Linked DNA regions of Sus scrofa: region 1 is linked to region 2. The links are chromatin contacts, called in public HiChIP or PLAC-seq maps. All regions are on one chromosome and are shown on one strand. The core of a region is the stretch at or near the end of the contact, and the rest is flanking DNA. Distances in the headings are between cores, read along the strand shown. Region 1 overlaps ZNF438 (zinc finger protein 438). Region 2 overlaps ZNF438 (zinc finger protein 438).

Region 1 (3,557 bases), core at 366-2,865, 120 kb before region 2:
TTTTCTGGACATTGGCCTGGTGTCTGTGAACATCTCCTTGAACTCCGTTACAGGCTTGCTCTCTGATTCCTTTAAGGTACTTGTGTGTTCTTTTTTGCGGTTTAGTACAACTCTTTCTATTAATACAAGCATAACCTTAAATGGTTCCCAGTGCACTGCTTTTTCCTTTTCCTTTTCTTTTCTTTAATGTACTGTTAGAGCCAAAAAGGCCAGCAGTGTGACTCAGTAGTTTGGAGCGGAGACCTTTGTCAGTATACAGTTCAGTCACACCTATTTGAGCTTCTAGGTCAAGTACTGGACACAGTTGACCTATTGTTAAAAAACATGAATAAAGATGAGCGCAACTCTTAAATAGCCATTGCGGTAGCTGAGCTAGAATAATTGATTGCTGTCTGATAATTGAAACTCTCACTTTCCAAAATGAACTCTGGCCGTATAACTCTCTGAAATTTCTATAAATATTAAAAGACTATAAAAGAGAACTCTGCAGTTTGCCGCAACTATTACATAACTTTTCGTTAATAAAAGTAAAATAGCCATGCTGGCCTTATAAATGGTTTCCTGCTGCTGTTGCCAACTTTAAGGATTTTCGTTAAATTTCATAAAGGGAAATAGAAATACAGTCTGCTTAAAGGATATAAACATTTTAAACAGCAGACATGGGCCCGAATGACTCTTGCAGAAAAATTTTGGAGAATTCTCTTTTGCTTGATGATACTTATTCAGAATTGATGTTATCCATCTCATGTCAGTAGAATTTACATCTTTGCTTCTTCATCATGGAGCATAATTGTGTTAACCTTGGCAGGAAAGTTTAGAAAAAGGGAGGGAGCATTTTTTTTCAGGACAAGTTCCAACTCCATTGATCATGTAATAGTTCACATGTTCAAAAAAACAAAAAACAAATTAAAGAGCCTTTTATTCTACTTCTGTGCTTGCAGGGCTTTCAAATTGTTGTTTGAGACTTTGGAAACATGCTTTACCGTTCAGCTGACTGGCTGTCATTTTATGGTCACCTAAAGTATAAAGGAGAAGAGCTAATAGGTACTACCAGGCACTTTCTTTTTATCTTTTCCTTTTTTTTTTTTTTTTTTTGTCTTTTTAGGGCTGCACTGAGGTGTATGGAGGTTCCCAGGCTAAGGGTCAAATTGGAGCTGTAGCTGCCGGCCTATGCTACAGCCATAGCCACGCCAGACCCCCAACCCACTGAGTGAGGCTGGGGATCGAACCTGCATCCTCATGGATACTAGTCAGGCTCGTTAACCACCTATGGGATAGTTTGAAGTTTCCATCATAGATGTGGCAGAGAGGGACACAGATGTCCCCAGGCCACCCCAAGGGCGTGCAGAACCCACTTTTTGGTTCCTAAGGTTACCAGCATCCAGGGAATCCTGCATCCTTGGACACATGCACATGGTAAACTTAAGAACTTCCAGTGTTCTGGGTGAAAGGAGGTCTCATTGCCCTGGGGGACCCAGAACAGGTTCTCCTGGGGTGACAGGCCTGGAGCGCTGTCTCCCGCTCCGCGTTGCTGCCTCACTCTGGCTCATCCTCTGGTCCCCGAGCATGTCAGTTGTTCTCTGTCACCTGATTAATTGCGGAACACTCACTCCCTGTGTGCTGCCTTGACCACGCGCCAGGAACTCTTGGCAGCCCGGGGGAACATGATCTCAGCGCACCTCCTGGTCAGCACTGGGCAATCCAAGTTGTTAGTGGGGGTGAGAACTTGGATTCAGAAGCCAGGACCCATGCCAGGGGCCAGGGCAGGAGTAATTGAGCAGCTGGCACGTGAAACGCAGCTCTAGACTCCATCAGCAGGTCAGGAGTCAGAAGTGGAGTGGCACGTGACTTTGAAAGGTGGTTTTTGAAGGAGATTATGATGGCCAGCGATGGATCTTGTAGTTTGTAGATATCAAATAATTCCAGCTGCTTTTGAAGGAAGCCTAAGAGTGGTGCCAGCTTACTCACAGTGCTCGTTATACTGGACAGAAACCTCTCTGGGTAACTTTTCCTCGTCAGTTCTACCTATGTCTTTCTGTGGCTCTCATTCGCTGTCCCTCTTACACTTGGAAGCATAAGATACACATAAAATTTCCAAAGTCTCTTTTGATGTCCCCTATTCTTCATAGGCTCTGAAAGTTGACGTTCTTCAGGGCTCAGTCTCGGGCTGTCATCTATGTTACTCTCGCTGTGATCTCATATATCCCTAATTTTATTTTATTTTTTATTTTTTTAATTCTTGCTTTTTAGGGCCACATCCACAGCATATGGAGGTTTCCAGGCTAGGGGTCGAATTGGAGCTATGACTGCCAGCCTATGCCACAGCCACAGCAATGCAGGATCAGAGCCACATCTGTGACTTATACCACAGCTCATGGCAATGCTGGATCCTCAATCCACTGAGCGAGGCCAGGGATCGAACCCACAACCTCATGGTTCCTAGTTGGCTTTGTTTCCCCTGCGCCACAACGGGAACTCCTATATCCCTAATTTTAAATGTCATCCTTCCTCCTCAGCTCCTCCCTCCCTCCCTTCCTTCTTTCTTCCCAGCCGCCCACCCGCTGTATCCATGGCATATGGAAGTTTCCAGGCTAGGTAGGGGTTGAATTGGAGCTGCAGCTGTCCGCCTACACCACAACCACAGCAACACCAGATTTAAGCCACATCTGTGACCTACACCACAGCTTGTGGCAATGCCAGATCCTTAACCCACTGAGTGAGGCCAGGGATTGAACCCACATCCTCGTGGACAGTATGTCAGGTCCTTAACCCATTGAGCCACAACAGGAATGCCTATTCCTTTCTTTCCACCACCCCCCCCTCCCAAAAATCGGGAATTTTAGGTGTTTTATTTATTTTTATTTGTTTTATTTTCATTCTTTTTTTAAATGGACATATGATTGATGGAGGACGTTGTGTTAGTTTCAGCAAATAATTCAGTTATACTTATATATCTGTGCTTTTTCCAGATTCTTTTCCCTCACTGTGAAATACTAAGTAGTTCCCCAATTTATTTCTTTACCCTGATCCCTCTTATGAGCCACAGCCTCCTATCTCTGTCTGCCTATTCATCATCTCCATTCTAAATCATCTCCAAAGTCTAAAAAACATTTCAAACTCAGCATATCTGCAGTAGGCTTTTCAACTCCCTTCCGCAAACCTCTTCCTACCTCCTCCTTCTTCCGCTCAGTAAATGGTCCACTCAGTTACTTGGGCCAAAAACTAGAACTCATCATTGACTTTTCACTTGCCTTCTTAACCCACCTCCAGCCTATCAGTAAGGTTAGGATGTGTTCCTTTCAAAATATATCCCACATCTCCCTTGGCTTCTGTCCCCCCGTCGTCAACTACTACCCTAATATCTTAAAATCACCATCCTCAGTTACCTAGGTAATCGTAACAGTCTTCTCACCCACCTTCCCTTTCTCCTTCCAGTCACTGTTCCCTGTCAGAGCAAAAGTGTTGGGAGTTTTTGTTTTGTTTTTCTTTTTCTTAGGGCCTCACCTGCTGCATATGATGGTTGCCAGGCTAGGGATCGGATTGGAGCTGTAGCTGCT
Region 2 (3,697 bases), core at 741-3,240:
ATTTCCTTCTACTTAATTTGGGTTAAATGAACTTTTCTAGTTTTTAAGGTGGAAATTGAGGTCATTGACTTGAGAACAGGTCTTTTCTCTTTTTTTTTTAGTTGTGTAGCCCTTTATTAGCAACTAAAATAGAAGGTATCTGTTGTACAACATGGGTAGTAATTGACCATAACTGGAGATTTATTATATTCTAATACAGATCATTTATAAATACAATTTCTTTATTAAAAAGCTTCCACCCTTTTTGTTTGTGTACAATTTGCAAAACTATTCTGAAAGAGGAGTATAGGCACACACATCTGCAAAGAGTGCAAATTTAGGATATGTAAATGCTTTACAAGTTACTCTCAGCAGTTCCCATCATGGCTCAGCAGAAGCAAATCTGACTAGTATCCATGAGGATGCAGATTCAATCCTTGGCCTCGCTCAGTGGGTTAAGGCTCTGGCGTTGCCATGAGCTGTGGTATAGGCCGCAGACTCTACTCAGATCTGGCGTTGCTGTGGCTGTGACGTAGGCCAGCGGCTACAGCTCCGACTTGACCACTAGCCTGGGAACATCCATATGCTGTGGGTGCAGCCCTAAAAAAGACAAAAACAAAATAAAACAAGCAAACAAATGAGAACAAGTTACTTTCAAAAAACTGACAGCCACAACTGGTCCTTTACATTGCCTTTTTTGATCAAAATATTTTGAGGCCAGCCTTCCTTCCACTGCTCTAAACTATAAAGCACTGTTTTAATGAGCTGAAATTAAGGATACCTACTAAAAAAGAAGAGAAGAAAATTCTATTAGTTTGAGTTTCAGAATTCCCCCGAACCAGGACCAGTATCTTGGTAAGGGTTCAGTTGGGGCCCTGGACAGAGAATGAGTCTGTGCAGGTGGCATCCCTGAGGATTCAGAGCTTTGCTCCAGCTACTTAACTCACTGATCTGTCTGGCCAGTTTCTATACTGGCTTGACTGGGCATAATTCAAAAAGGAGAAGCTCATGTTCATTCTTCTGTAGCTCTGTGATAGCACTTAATAATACCCAAATGGGATGTCTTCCACATTATAGTATGATGGTATTTCTTCAAGTGAAAGGGTCTAATTGTTCTATAATACTCATACCCATTTTATCTAGATGTTCACAGGATCTATAAATCTCCCCCTAGGATTCATCATAGTAACTGTAACAGAACCTTTGACCCCCACTGGCAGAAATCAGAAAAAAAAAACCACAAAGAGATTATTAGGATCCGCTAGATATTTACTGAAGAGTTTTCTGAATTCCTGTTCTTTTGACTCAGTCAGCTCTAACCAACACAGGAATAATGGTAAACTCATCCATGGCTTTCCATGGCTTTAGCTGCATAAGGCAAATGCATTTCAATACTGTGTTCATCTTCATCTGTCTGCAGAGACATGCGTTCAAACATTCCTTTCTTCCATAGTTCTCTGTAAATCTTTTGGTCAGTACCAAGATCATACAGAGGTGTCATGCACACACACACACACACTGAAAAGTGCACATTGAGAAAGGGACACATGATGAGAAGGCCCAAGGATGAAAATGCTCCAGGAAATAGATGGATCCACTTGTTTGAAGCATGAGCAGCATGAGACCCACGGTAGGAATATCCAGCATGGGGTGCAGCAGTGGCTGCAGCAGGTCTTTTTGTTGACTGTACTTGTGAAAGCCAACCTTCTAGCTGTGCATTCGGCCTGAGACTGTGTACCAGCTTCCCCTCCCCCCTCCCCCCCCCCCCCCGTGCGACTGCTTCCCAGCAGACCACTTGGGTTGGACATCCTGGCGCCTGTGCCGCCTATGTTGCACGAGGATGAATGAGGAGGCGGCTGCAGGAGCGGCTCCGCCAGGGGAGGAGACAGCACGGACCCAGCCCAAGAGGAGGCGGTAGCGGGGAGGGGATCCGCCCGGCCCAGGAGGAAGAGGAGGAGGAGATGGCAACCGGGGCAGTGACGGCGGCGGCAGCAACAATCATTACAAACTCTGGCGACCGCCGGAAGATGAGGCCCGTGGCCGCTTTACCAAAGCCCGGAAAGCCCTGGCCCCGGCCCCCGGAGTTGCCGCGGCTCCGCAACTCGAGCGGCTTCCGCTGAGCCGCCCCCACGGCCTCCTTCCCCTCGCGGCCGGCCTCCACCCGGAGCCAACACCAGTGACCCCACCTCCGCGACTCCGCGCCCTGGCCCTCCCCCCACCCCCGCGGGACTCCCCGCCTCCACCCCACCCCACCCCGGGGGCGCTCCTGCCCGCTCGGCCCGGCCCGGCCCGCTGGCCCCGCCCGGCCCCGCTCTTCGGCCGCCGCGCGGCGAGGTTAACGGCGGACACCGGACAAGCCTGACAGCATCTGGGGTCAGGCGGCCCCGCAAGGAGCAGCGGCGGCTGCTGCTCTGTGCACACAAAAGCCCAGGGCCAGGGCCTGAACAGGGAAGGCAGCCCGAGAAGAGCCAATGCTTCCTTACTCGCCACTTTCTTACTTGCCACTCCAATAGGTCTTTTCTCATGTAGATGCTCAGTGCTCTAAATTTCCCCCTCTGTACTGCTTTGATGGAATCACACACATTTTGGTAGGTTGTGTTTGCATTTCATTCAGTTCAAAACACATTCTAATTTTCTTTTTGATTTCTCCTTTGACCCATAGGTTATTTATAGGTGCGTGATTTAGTCAACCCATGTTCAGAGAGTTTCCAGATATAGTTCTGTTATTTTGGCTTCTTTTATTCCACTGAGGTCAGAGAACATACCTTATATGATTTGAACCCTCTTAAGTGTATTGAGTCTTGTTTTTATGACCCAGAATATGGTGTCTTAATAAAAGATGTCATGTGCATTTGCAAACAATGTGGAATCTGTTGTTTTGGGTGGAATGTTCTGTAACTGTCAATTAGATCAAGTTGGTTTATAGGGTCATTCAAATCCCCAGAGTCCTTAGTGATTTTCTCTCCACTGCTTTTATTATTATTAATTATTCTGTATTTCTCCTTGCAGTTCTGTCCGTTCTTGCTTTATATATTTTGGAGCTCAGTTATTAGGGACATAAATATTTAGGATTTTTATGTCCTTTGAATGAGTTGTCCTTTTTTAATTATGAAATTATAAATGTTTGGTAATAGTCTTCACTTTTTAATCTGCTTTTTCTGATATAGCCACTCCACCTTTTTTTGACATGTCTAATGTGCTTACAATCCTATGCATTGTAATCTTTATCTTCTATATTATAGTTTATATCTGGAAATTTTTATGTGGGCCTTTTTTTATCTTTCTTGTCTATACTTAACTTTTTGAACATATAAAATACAGCTACATACATAATAGACCTTGGCTGCTAATTCTAACATCGTCGTCAGTTCAGGGTCGGTTCTTACTATTTTCTACACTATGGCTCATATTTTCCTGCCTCTTTGTATTACTTGCTCAATTCTTTATTAGATGTCAAACAGCCTGAATTTTACTTTGTTGGGCGATGGATATTTTTGTCTTTCTATAAATATTCTTGAGCTTTGTTCTAAAAACACAGCTAAGACACTTGGAAACAGTTTGAGCCTTTTAGGTCTTTTAGGGTGTGTTTTGTGAAACCAGAGAAATGCTTGATGTAGGGCTGATTATTCCCTCTTAGTAAAGCAAGATTCTTCTTTGTACTCTACCCAGCATCCTGCGAATCAGGTGTGCTTTTAGTCCAGCTGGTGGGTGCAGGCAA

The links. HiChIP or PLAC-seq counts read pairs in DNA pulled down with a chosen protein or histone mark.
Region 1: a contact with region 2 is called in an H3K27ac HiChIP or PLAC-seq map of skeletal muscle. The contact joins two enhancer-like sites. A contact is called at or near these places in 3 of 47 Hi-C or Micro-C datasets (embryonic fibroblasts, heart right ventricle and skeletal muscle) and 1 of 2 datasets of contacts at active chromatin or transcription factors (skeletal muscle).

The regions. Positions count from the first base shown.
Region 1 is chr10:41,720,804-41,724,360 of Sscrofa11.1, reverse strand. It overlaps ZNF438 (zinc finger protein 438), which reads left to right. Exons shown (of 19, transcript XM_021064197.1): 12 at 1-76. Among named protein-coding and RNA genes, the nearest start is that of ZEB1, 290 kb to the left of the region's middle. Within about 2 kb of position 1,615, at least 25 of the 83 cell types and tissues checked have an H3K27ac peak or open chromatin away from gene starts, as enhancers often do. A contact at or near this core is called in skeletal muscle, where this site is marked.
Region 2 is chr10:41,604,959-41,608,655 of Sscrofa11.1, reverse strand. All of the region lies in intron 15 of ZNF438 (zinc finger protein 438), which reads left to right. It also overlaps the pseudogene LOC100519509. Among named protein-coding and RNA genes, the nearest start is that of ZEB1, 410 kb to the left of the region's middle. Within about 2 kb of position 1,990, at least 68 of the 83 cell types and tissues checked have an H3K27ac peak or open chromatin away from gene starts, as enhancers often do. A contact at or near this core is called in skeletal muscle, where this site is marked.